2 separate regions of the Capsicum annuum genome follow, and region 2 is linked to region 1. The links are chromatin contacts, called in public Hi-C maps. All regions are on one chromosome and are shown on one strand. The core of a region is the stretch at or near the end of the contact, and the rest is flanking DNA. Distances in the headings are between cores, read along the strand shown. Region 1 holds the start of LOC107872079. Region 2 overlaps LOC107854277.

Region 1 (4,994 bases), core at 1,340-3,839:
GCAATATCAAATTTCATACATATACATACTTTTTTTCCTTCAACAAGAATGATCCAAACTTTCTTGTGTCTTCCACTCAACTTCAACGATGATTTCATCTTCATTAACCCGTGATTTCACCATTTTTACTGGTTTAGAGATATTTCCAGCTTAGCAAGAGTTCACTCCATAGACTTTAAAGGATCTTGGAACTCAAGTTTGACAAATTAATGAACCACAAAAGAACTTCTTTTGGACTGATAATTTCTTATAAGAACTAGAACGATAAGAGTAGTTGAACATAAAATCTATATAGGACTGACTATTCGGATAAGATTTGAGGTAGTTTGGGACAAAATTTTAGTCGTAGTTAGTTGCAGTTTGAAGTTATCGTTGAGTTGTATCAAAATCGGTAGTTTCAGTTAGAAATAAGCATTTGAGAAGAATAGTAAATTCAAAATCTGAAAAATTATGATTGTAGGCATCTTCTAAGGAAATAACAGCGTGAGAAAAGTAAGGTAAAGTTATGTATATAAATTATAGAGAGAAAAATTGTAAATATGAAATATTTGTAATTAGTTTGGAGGATATTGTGTAATAAAAGAAATTAAAGTTATGATTTTTTATAATTTTTCCATAATAAAATAGAAATAGTCTTTTATATATTCTCTTAAGTTTCATTATATTGCGGCAGACATTGTGAAATAAAAAAGTCAAGAGAGAGCATCCTTTCCTATTATAAATCTTTGTTTCCAGATTGGTTTAATTGTTCTGTTCAGACTATTGTATATGTCACATGCGAACTGAAATTAGTCCAAATTTTTTTTTCCCCCGGAATACGGAATGAGATAAGCAAAAATATCTTCAAATTGAGTCCAAACATTCAAGCTAATTATTTATATTTGGTACTTATTGATTTGACTGATTTATATTAATATACTGTATGAGCCATTTAACGGGAAAGCCTCTTAAAAGGAATTTCTCTTTTTCAACACCGAATTTACTTGGTCGACTATTTCTAGTTCACACAGAAAGACCAACAATTTTTGTTCCTAAAACTCTAGATCAACGATTTTTGTTCCTAAAACTCAAATCCAACACCTCTAATGAACGATAAAGAAATCTTTGCTTTTCATTTCACCTTACGCGACTATTAGTCATCGATGATGATATAATATATGAAATTTCTATCCTCCTTGACTGACTATTTATTTTGATACTATAATGCATAATAGTGATGGACAGAGACAATTGTGTTTTTCAGGATTAACTAAGGAGAAAAGAAGATTAACAACAGAATCTTCAGATTTGAAATTAGATTTGCTTTAAGAAATCTATATTCAAATTCACTTGCTCAAGTAATTCGAAATGGTACCTACTAGGTAATACGCTCTCTATCAAGAAGTTTTTTATTACCCAACATGTGTGTTTTTAGATTATGACAGCATGTTCGCCAAGGCACAATTCTTAGTGCATTGCTCCGGCACGGGTAGCCCGGTGCACTAAAGATCCTTCTATGCACGGGGTTCAGGGAAGGGCTAACCAGAAAGATCTATTGTATGTAGCTTTACCCTGCATTTCTGCAAGAGGTTGTTTCCACAGCTCGAACTCGTGACCTGTTGCATTTTTGGAACAAAATATGCCCCCCATTATGATACAGAAGTGTTTCCATCATCAACCTGCTTGCACTGTCTAGAGTCACAAATTAATGGGGGCACATAACCCGTAAATAGGAAAAACACTAGAACCAAAAGGGACTCAGAACCTCAACGATATTGTAAAGGCGTGATCAAGACGACTCAATCAAATAGCTCACACTCTGTTTCTTTGTTTGAGTGATGAACTTGGTCAGGACAAAACAGTCTAGTGGAGTAATGTTTGTGTAATAGTTTTGGATTTTAAGAGTAACTTCAAATCCAAAATTTCTTATAGAAATTGATGGCATCATGCAAATAGATAACGCTAACATTCTGCTTGGCACAAAGATCGGGGACATGATTCAACAGCTTTGCACCCGCACCAAAATAAGAAGGTGAACTAAACCGGAAGCAGCTCAATACCATTGAGATGTATCGAGAAAGATGACATCGACTTGACACTGTCTTGCTAGTCATTTTATCAAAGAAATAAATAACTATCAGAAGTTTCTGTTTTGTGTGGTGTAAATGCCTAGCAACCAATTTCAACGATTAAAACGAAAGGACAACATGAAGGTTGATGCCATAATACAAAAATTCTGAGCAGTCAATGGAAAAGAACCATGAAAATTTGTACACAAACAATAACTTTGAACAAGGAGAGCTGGATAATGGAGCACTTACCGGTACCTAACACATGATATGGAGCCAAAACACCTAGAGTCTATTATGTAAACACAAACCGGCCCACCCTCCTTCTTCTCAAGGCGACGTGCAATTGAACCTATGCAGATATCATTGTAATATGCCGCAGGCACAAACATTAAACACGGTAAGTTCTTTAAAGCACCTTCTGGTTGCGCACTTTTTTACAACAAAGATCTATTATTGATAAAAAGTAAAGTATGTCTAAATTATGATTTCACCCTATCTTTTATTTTGATTTCAGAAATTATTATATGCTCTTGAATTTCTCAATCGATTTTGGTCAAAGTATCCTAAATCAATTGACCATTGACCATATCAGTAACGATTCCACATTCATATCGTGTCAATATGGGTGCAGCACCGAAAAATGAATAGTATGTGCAACTAAACAAAAAAAAAAAAAGATTCTAAATTCTTCAAAGTTCAAAGTAATTCCCCTCTTTTCATAGGAAGAATGATTAAACTTCAAAACACAAGGAGTATTATAGAGGCAAAACGCGTACGTAGTATATGGATACTTTCTTTGTCTGTTTGCTCCATGTGACATATACTTTGGCATTAAAGTCTCTCCTATACCTTGCTCCCCTTCCCCTTTTCACACACACTAAAAAGTCCTACAAATATCTATCACCCCTTTTTTTAATGTTTCCCCTTTCTTCACTCGCTTTTTAATTATCTTGTCTAAAATTCAGATCCAATCTTGGAGAAGCCTCATTCGATCTTCAGAACAAGATCAGTCATCATAGATTTCAGTACATATGGCTCCACTTACTAAGGTACTTTTTGTACTTTGTCTTGTTTTTGTGTTATTCACTCTTTCATTCATTCCTGCACATAGTGAGGTCCAACCCCCAAATAATGTTAGAAGCAGAAGAATGTTGGAGCTAGAGAATAAGCCAAAGCCAATTAAGAAGAAAATCACTACAACTTCACTTTCTGCTGCTTCCAAGAACGAAACCAAACTCCTCAAATCAACCACTAGTAGCTCTTTTAAGGATCAAACCAAGCAAATCAAAACTTCTTCTATCTCTGGTAGCAAGAACCAAACAAAGCTTTCAAAATCAAAACTTTCCGTTTCTGAATCACAAACCAAGAATAAAACCAATCCTAGTTCTACCATTACCAAATCAGAGAAACTAATTACCTTCAAATCCCAACTTCAGAAGCTCAATCCCACTCCCTCCAAGTCCTCAACTTCAACCAAAATCACTTCTTCCACTACCAACAAGTCCTCAGATCTACCAAAAATCAGCTCAACTTCTTCTCCCAAGAACAAGAACAAAACAATCAAAGCCACTAAAACCCAATTGGACAAAGGCATCAGTGAGACCAAATCAAATACCCCAATTAAAAACCAGCCCACAGACAAAGCAGCCAAAGCCACTGAAACACAATTGAAAAAAGACACCAGTGAGACCAAATCCAAAACACCACCCAGTAAAAACCAGACAACAGTCAAGAAAGCCAACACACAACACACAAGCCAGAAAAATTCACAGTACAGCTGGGTTGAAGATGATGATGGTGATGATGATTTGATTACTGAATTCAGAGACTTGCCCTCCAAATTGCAAGAAACCCTTTTGCCAGATTTGGAGAGAATTTCAAAGACCTCAAAGGTTTACCTCAACAAGGCAAACAAAGAAATCACCAAGAACTTCAAACCTTATGTTGGAAACAAATATGCACCAACAATTGCTTCTGTAATCTCATTTGCATTCATTTTGATCCCTCTCCTTCTTGTTTCTCTCATTTTCAATAAAATCAAAGCCTATTTCTCTCTCCAAAAACTCCTCATTTTCATCCAAGTTTACCTCTCCATTTACTTCTCCATCCTCTGTCTATCTTCATTGGTCACTGGCTTAGAGCCATTGAAGTTTTTCTATGCTACTGCACAATCCACTTACATTTGCTTACAGTTGTTGCAAACTCTTGCTTATGTGTTGTACCTTCTGATGTTGTTAATGTACCTCATCTTGGTGTTTTCCACTAAGACTGGGCCTACAACCAAGTTTATAAGCCTGGCCCAGACAATTGTGGGCTTTTCTGTTGGGCTTCATTATTACATGACAGTGTTTCACAGGGCTGTGTTGCACCAACCACCTAAGACTAGCTGGAAATTTCATGCCATTTATGCCACTTTTTTCCTTGTGATTTGCCTCTCAACTTGTGTAGATAGAAGGAAGAAAGCTTATTTAGTAGAAGGCGGTGAAGTGGAGAAAAAGAGCTAAACTTTTTCTTTACCATTCTCTTTTTTACCGCTTGGGATTCGTCTGGTTTGGTATAAGGTATAAGGTATGATAATTTCCACCATTTATACCGATAAGTTATCATAGATGCATGATGGAATAACTTATCCCGAGATTAATAATCTCGGAATAACTTGTTCCCAACCAAACGGTCCCTTAATGGTTTAAATTTTCTGGAGAGAAAAGAAGATTTTCATTGTCCAACATTTTATCTTTCTTTTTTATATCTATATATTTCTTGCAATTTGTAATTTATAAAGATGTTATTAATAAAAAATTCTGAAATTCATTTTATGTTTTTCCTATCGTTTAGATAAAAGTACTTCCTTTACATCATTTTATACGGAGTATTTTCTTATAACTCTCCTTTCGTTTGTTTCATATTTTGAATGTGAGTGCATTAATTTGATTTCCAGTATCA
Region 2 (5,234 bases), core at 1,292-3,791, 320 kb before region 1:
AAAAAAAATAGATGTACATATACAATTAACAACTAGTACATATATGACTTATATAATTGACATATACAATTGACATGTATGACTTATACATATATGACTTATACAATTGACTTATACACATACGACTTATACAATTACATCATATATACAATTAATATACAACTTATACATATACACATATATAATTGACAAATAATATACAATCGATAACAATTTAGTTGAATTAAGAAAATCTTCTATGAAAAAATATAGTGAATGTGTAGGGAAAAACACAAAATATCAGAAATTTGGAAGAAGAAATAGAAAGAAAAATATTCTTTAATATATGTTAGAATAAATTTTGAGATCTGTTGAATTAGGAGGAATACATACTGCCTCTAAAACGTCCAATAAAAGAATGATCTATTGTCGCTAAACACTCCAATCAGCTAAGAGATAAAACAAAAAATTAATTATGAGAGAAAAAACTTCACTTGTCTTTGATATATACATTAACCATACCATGTAATTATTAAAAATTATTAATTATGAATTGTAATTTTTTAAAATACTAACCATACCATGTAATTATTAAATTATTTTATCTATAATGTGTAGTGTTTCCTTATTTTTATTTTAATTGAGCATTTGAACCCATAATAAAGTGTTTTTAGACAGTTTTGATTCAAATTTTGGGAAGAAAAAATTGTGGAAATTTTTCAAGTGTCTAGTACGTAGATAAATTACTTACTTTAATCATACTTATTAGGGAAAAGGCATAAATATCCCTTCAACTTGTCGCCAGAATTTACTTTAATACTTTAACTTTATCAGTATTTATTTACCTTCTAAATAATTTTCGCATGAATTATATACCATCCCAAAAATGTAACTCCACTCTTACAATAAAAAGTGTAATACACTCGCCCCCAAGTCAGCGTCATATCATTACCATGTCGGATCCTTGCAAAAAAAATTTTTTAAATATATATATAAATTTTTTTAAAATGTTTTCTTCCCCCCCCCCCCCCCTCCCTCCCCGTCTCAGTGCAACTCATGGTAAGGTTGCTAACAACGAAAAGTGTTAATTGTTTCAATTGGGCGATTAATGGCAGCTGTGACGTTGACATCGCTGCAGTGGAATTGTCCATCGAATTCGCGGAAGGAGAAGGGAGTAATACTTTTACCCAAAATTATTACTAGCATAATAGTACTTTGGATTTTGGTAGCACACAGTTTTAGAGAGGGAAATATGACACTTTTGTAACTGTGAATTAATGAGTACTAATCTACATTGGATATTGAATTAAAAATGATATTAGAAAATATTTTATAATTTTGACATTGAATTTTGGATGATATTAGAAAATATTTTATAATTTTTCATGTTTTATTAAAAATATTTTCGATGCACATTGTGTTGGAGTTGGTTGATGATGGTGGTGAAGAAAAATGGAGAAAAAGAAGAGATGGGTGGGTTGTGAGGAAGAAGAAGAGAGGGGATGGTGGGGTGTGAGGAAGAACAAAAATTAGAGGCTGAAAATTTAAAGGTGGACTCATCTTTTTTTTTTTTTTACTTTTTTTAATTAAAACGTGCTCTTTTTTTTTTTTTTGGCGACATCAGCCCTTAAGGGGTAATATAATTCACGCGAAAGTTGTTTAGAGAGATAAAATTTACCGATAAAATTAAAGTGTTAAAGTAAGTTTTGGCAACAAGTTCAGGGGATATTTATGCCTTTTCCTTACATATTATCCTAAATAGGCCATAAAACCTCAAGCATGCTTTAATTGAGTTGAAGTATGTAGTTAAAGGAGATGACATTTATTATGAGGTTAACTTAACTACCTAACAGATATTTGAGAACACGAACAAAAGAATTTTTCATAATTTGAACTGAAACGTCTAATATGAACATTTTATCATGTGTTCAAATGCTCATTTGGAACAAGCCATTGTTTAAATGTTTAAATAAAATATTTAATAGCAAGTTAAAGAAGTTGATTTATTAAGCCTATTTTTAAGATAATGGCTTCATATCTACTGCATTTTTTCTAAATTTTTATGCAGAAATTTATGCACCGCATTAAAAGTATCATTTAGATGAATCTGATAACAATGATATGTTAGCATTCGTGTTTAGCACCCACATTGTTGGGATAAATAAAGAAATATTCTCAATCGCCAAAAAACTACAAAATAGTGCCAAGCAAATTCTATAATATGTTACCACCAAAGGATGTGCCGCGGTGGATGAAACTGCTCCTCTTAATAAGAGATCTCAAGTTCGAGCCTTGGGTATGAAAAATTCCTTGGTAGGGAGCGCTACCCCTCGAATGGGGCCTTATCCGACGCGAATTCGAATTAGTCGGACTCCAATACGGGTATTAGACACCGAATGAAAAAACAAAAACCAAAAATAAAAAATTCTATAATATGTTAGCCACTTGCATCGCGACAAGTTTGATTATACACGTTTCCCTTTTCATGTATACTATAAGCCTTATTACCTATACTTCTATTCTTTGATAACAACTTTTAAAGTTTAAAATCGTTCCTTAATTATGAACTATTGCTCAAAAGTGACACCCACTGACTCATGCACATGAATGTCGTAGCTGGCTGGCTGCATTGGAACATTACATTTGATTGTCTTTTACAAAAAAAGGAACTTGCAATTTTGTTAGTAGTAATTTCATTCCTCTTATATACAAGTAGTCGCCCTCATCCTTTAGGACAAGCAAGAGGAGCAAATAAGGAAAGGAGAATAATCAGCCAAATTAAAGAGGTAACTTTCTGCCTTTCTGCAATGGTACCAATTCCAATCAAAACCGGGTATAACGTAATTATATCCTAAAACTTGGTTCCAAAATTATATCCTGAAATTTTGTTCGTAATTCCCATGCAGAGTCCTTTTCCCCTTTGCTACATAATCTTTTGCCAATATTTTATTTCTTTGAGCGGTAGAATATATAAGCCCTCCTTTTTTCATGGAATTAATGTTGGTTTTATTGTAAAGACATCCTTGACAAAAGGTATTCATTCTGTGTTTTCCACAAGAAACTTATTACATTGTTAATTTGCTACCTCAAGCCATATGTATGTATTACTACTTTATTATATATAGAAGAGATGGAAGCCGCTTATTACATTGTTAATTTGCTACCTCAAGCCATATGTATGTATTACTACTTTATTATATATAGAAGAGATGGAAGCACGACTTCGCCGTCGTGCTTGGGCAATTTTGATATTTCTTAGACATTGTGCTGTAAGATAGTTGTAATTGATGTTAAGAGTATTTGTACGGTTTCGGATTTGGACAAAATAGCCGTGCCACTTCTATAAAAAGGAAGTCTTTAAGTATGTATATTATTTCATTTGCACAAATAAGATACTTTCATATCATTAAGTTTGACATTTAAATAAGTTTAGCAAAAATTAGCTTGCGGATCAACACTTGGCGAATCACCAGACTTGCTCAAAATTTTCAGTAACACGTTTTTGTTTCAAAGTAGACCTAAATTTGATATCCAATCACAACAATTCTCAATGATCCAAGTCTTCAAAAACAATAGACCTACTTTGTCTTCTTCAACAATCAAGCTCAGCACAATTCAACAAGAGTGTTCTTCAAGTTGCTTCAACATTCTAAGTCTAAATCAATTACAAATTAGCAACGAGTATTCATTTTTCTATCGCACTAACATAGAAGATGGAGATGAAAGAAAGAGGAGTAGTTTTGACATGTCTATATTTAATAAACTATATAAATCGAGGACAAAAAATTAAGATATTGATCTTTAAAACGGAAATCCAGTGAGAATTTTAGCATAGAATAACTTAGGTATTTCAATTTTAAGAACTAAAACTGCTGTCACGACGACAAAACATTAGGTTCTTTCCATAAGGTGTAGTAATAACGTACTCTGTGATACAATTTTTCCCCATATAGAATTCTACAAAGAATTGGTCCAACATTGACCATCTATGATTTGAATAAAAGGGTTCACTATCTCTACCTCTCTTTTGGGATTACAGTACCAAGAAAGTTATCAAGCGGCATGGCGCACCATACTGAGATTGTTCCAACAGATCACCAATTTCCAGTACTAATTGATCAACCTCCTCCAAGAGAAGCTACAAAACATGAGGTATCTCCTTAGTTTCTAAGCTTACATATATAGCAATAATAAAAGAGGGAACAAGGTAGATTGTGTGTACGTTAAGGAACTTGAATATTTATCTATATCCGTTGTTTATACTAAAAAGCAAATCAATCTAATTAAAGTAAAAGTGCATACCCTTGAATCATCATGCTTAAATGAAAAATGTGTATACGATCAAAGACACATATCTAGTATTTATTAATTTAATGTAAATGGTAGGACTCTTTTCTAATCAGTGGTCACACTCAAGACTTGTGGAATGTACCTTAAAGAAATTCCTTATATTCACTCTCAAAAATAATCTATACTAGAAAAGATAAAAGTAAATTTTGGATGTGTTGCTAAAAGTTAAAAGTGATTTCTTACTTACTTTCTAGCATTATTTAGTAGGCAGAAACTATTGTTTCAAGAACAATATAGCCTAGGAAGCACTATTGAGAGTGGTGTGTGGTAGGAGGCTGGAGTGATGGAATGAGAGTGGGGGTCAGTGTGGGAGTGGTGGGAGGGGATAGGGGGCAAAAGGACGTGACAATGTGGGTTGGTGTAGTGGGAGGGGGCCGGGGGCAAGGGGAGGCGAGAGTGGGAGTCAGGGTAGTGGAGGGGGGAGGCGAGGGTGGGGTGGGTGATGGGATTGAAAAGGATTTTAATCAGCGAGAAATGTCACATGAAACTTTTTCCTTACTTCGACCAATGAAGTCCTTTCCATGAGATTCCAAGTACCATTTTTTCCTAAAGAAAATATTTAGGACACATTTTAACCAACCAGAAGTTGAAAATATTTTCCTCCGCACTAGACACACCCTGAGTCTTTTCATTTTGTCTATCTGGTCATATTATTTAGTAGCACTGACAATTTACATTTGAAAAGGGGAATGTAAAAATGAGAAAAAGTATTGACTTTTCTACTAATTACAGATAGAAGGGAGGAAAACAGAACATTCAATCGAGATAAAGGAACAAGTGGTCAAGATCAATTAGTGTTGCAAATAAAGAAATCTGCAAATCAAATCTTTGATGTGAGATTTAAGGATTTAGACAACACGTGTATCAAATTTGCGACCATATTCAAAGTAAATGTGGGGATACGA

Evidence for each region. A called contact is a pair of places that touch in the nucleus more often than the background predicts.
Region 2: a contact with region 1 is called in a Hi-C map of pericarp, with 2.8 times the contacts expected there. The contact joins the enhancer-like site here to the promoter of LOC107872079 in region 1. A contact is called at or near these places in 3 of 5 Hi-C or Micro-C datasets (leaf, pericarp and placenta).

The regions. Positions count from the first base shown.
Region 1 is chr1:34,732,843-34,737,836 of UCD10Xv1.1, reverse strand. It overlaps LOC107872079, which reads left to right and starts at 2,589. Exons shown (of 1, transcript XM_016718886.2): 1 at 2,589-4,867. The coding sequence starts at 3,083. The coding sequence ends at 4,555.
Region 2 is chr1:35,054,643-35,059,876 of UCD10Xv1.1, reverse strand. LOC107854277 reads right to left here. Exons shown (of 5, transcript XM_016699288.2): 5 at 3,780-4,117. It also overlaps the pseudogene LOC107854274. Among protein-coding and RNA genes, the nearest start is that of LOC107854277, 14 kb to the right of the region's middle. Within about 2 kb of position 2,541, at least 3 of the 5 cell types and tissues checked have an H3K27ac peak or open chromatin away from gene starts, as enhancers often do. A contact at or near this core is called in leaf and pericarp, where this site is marked.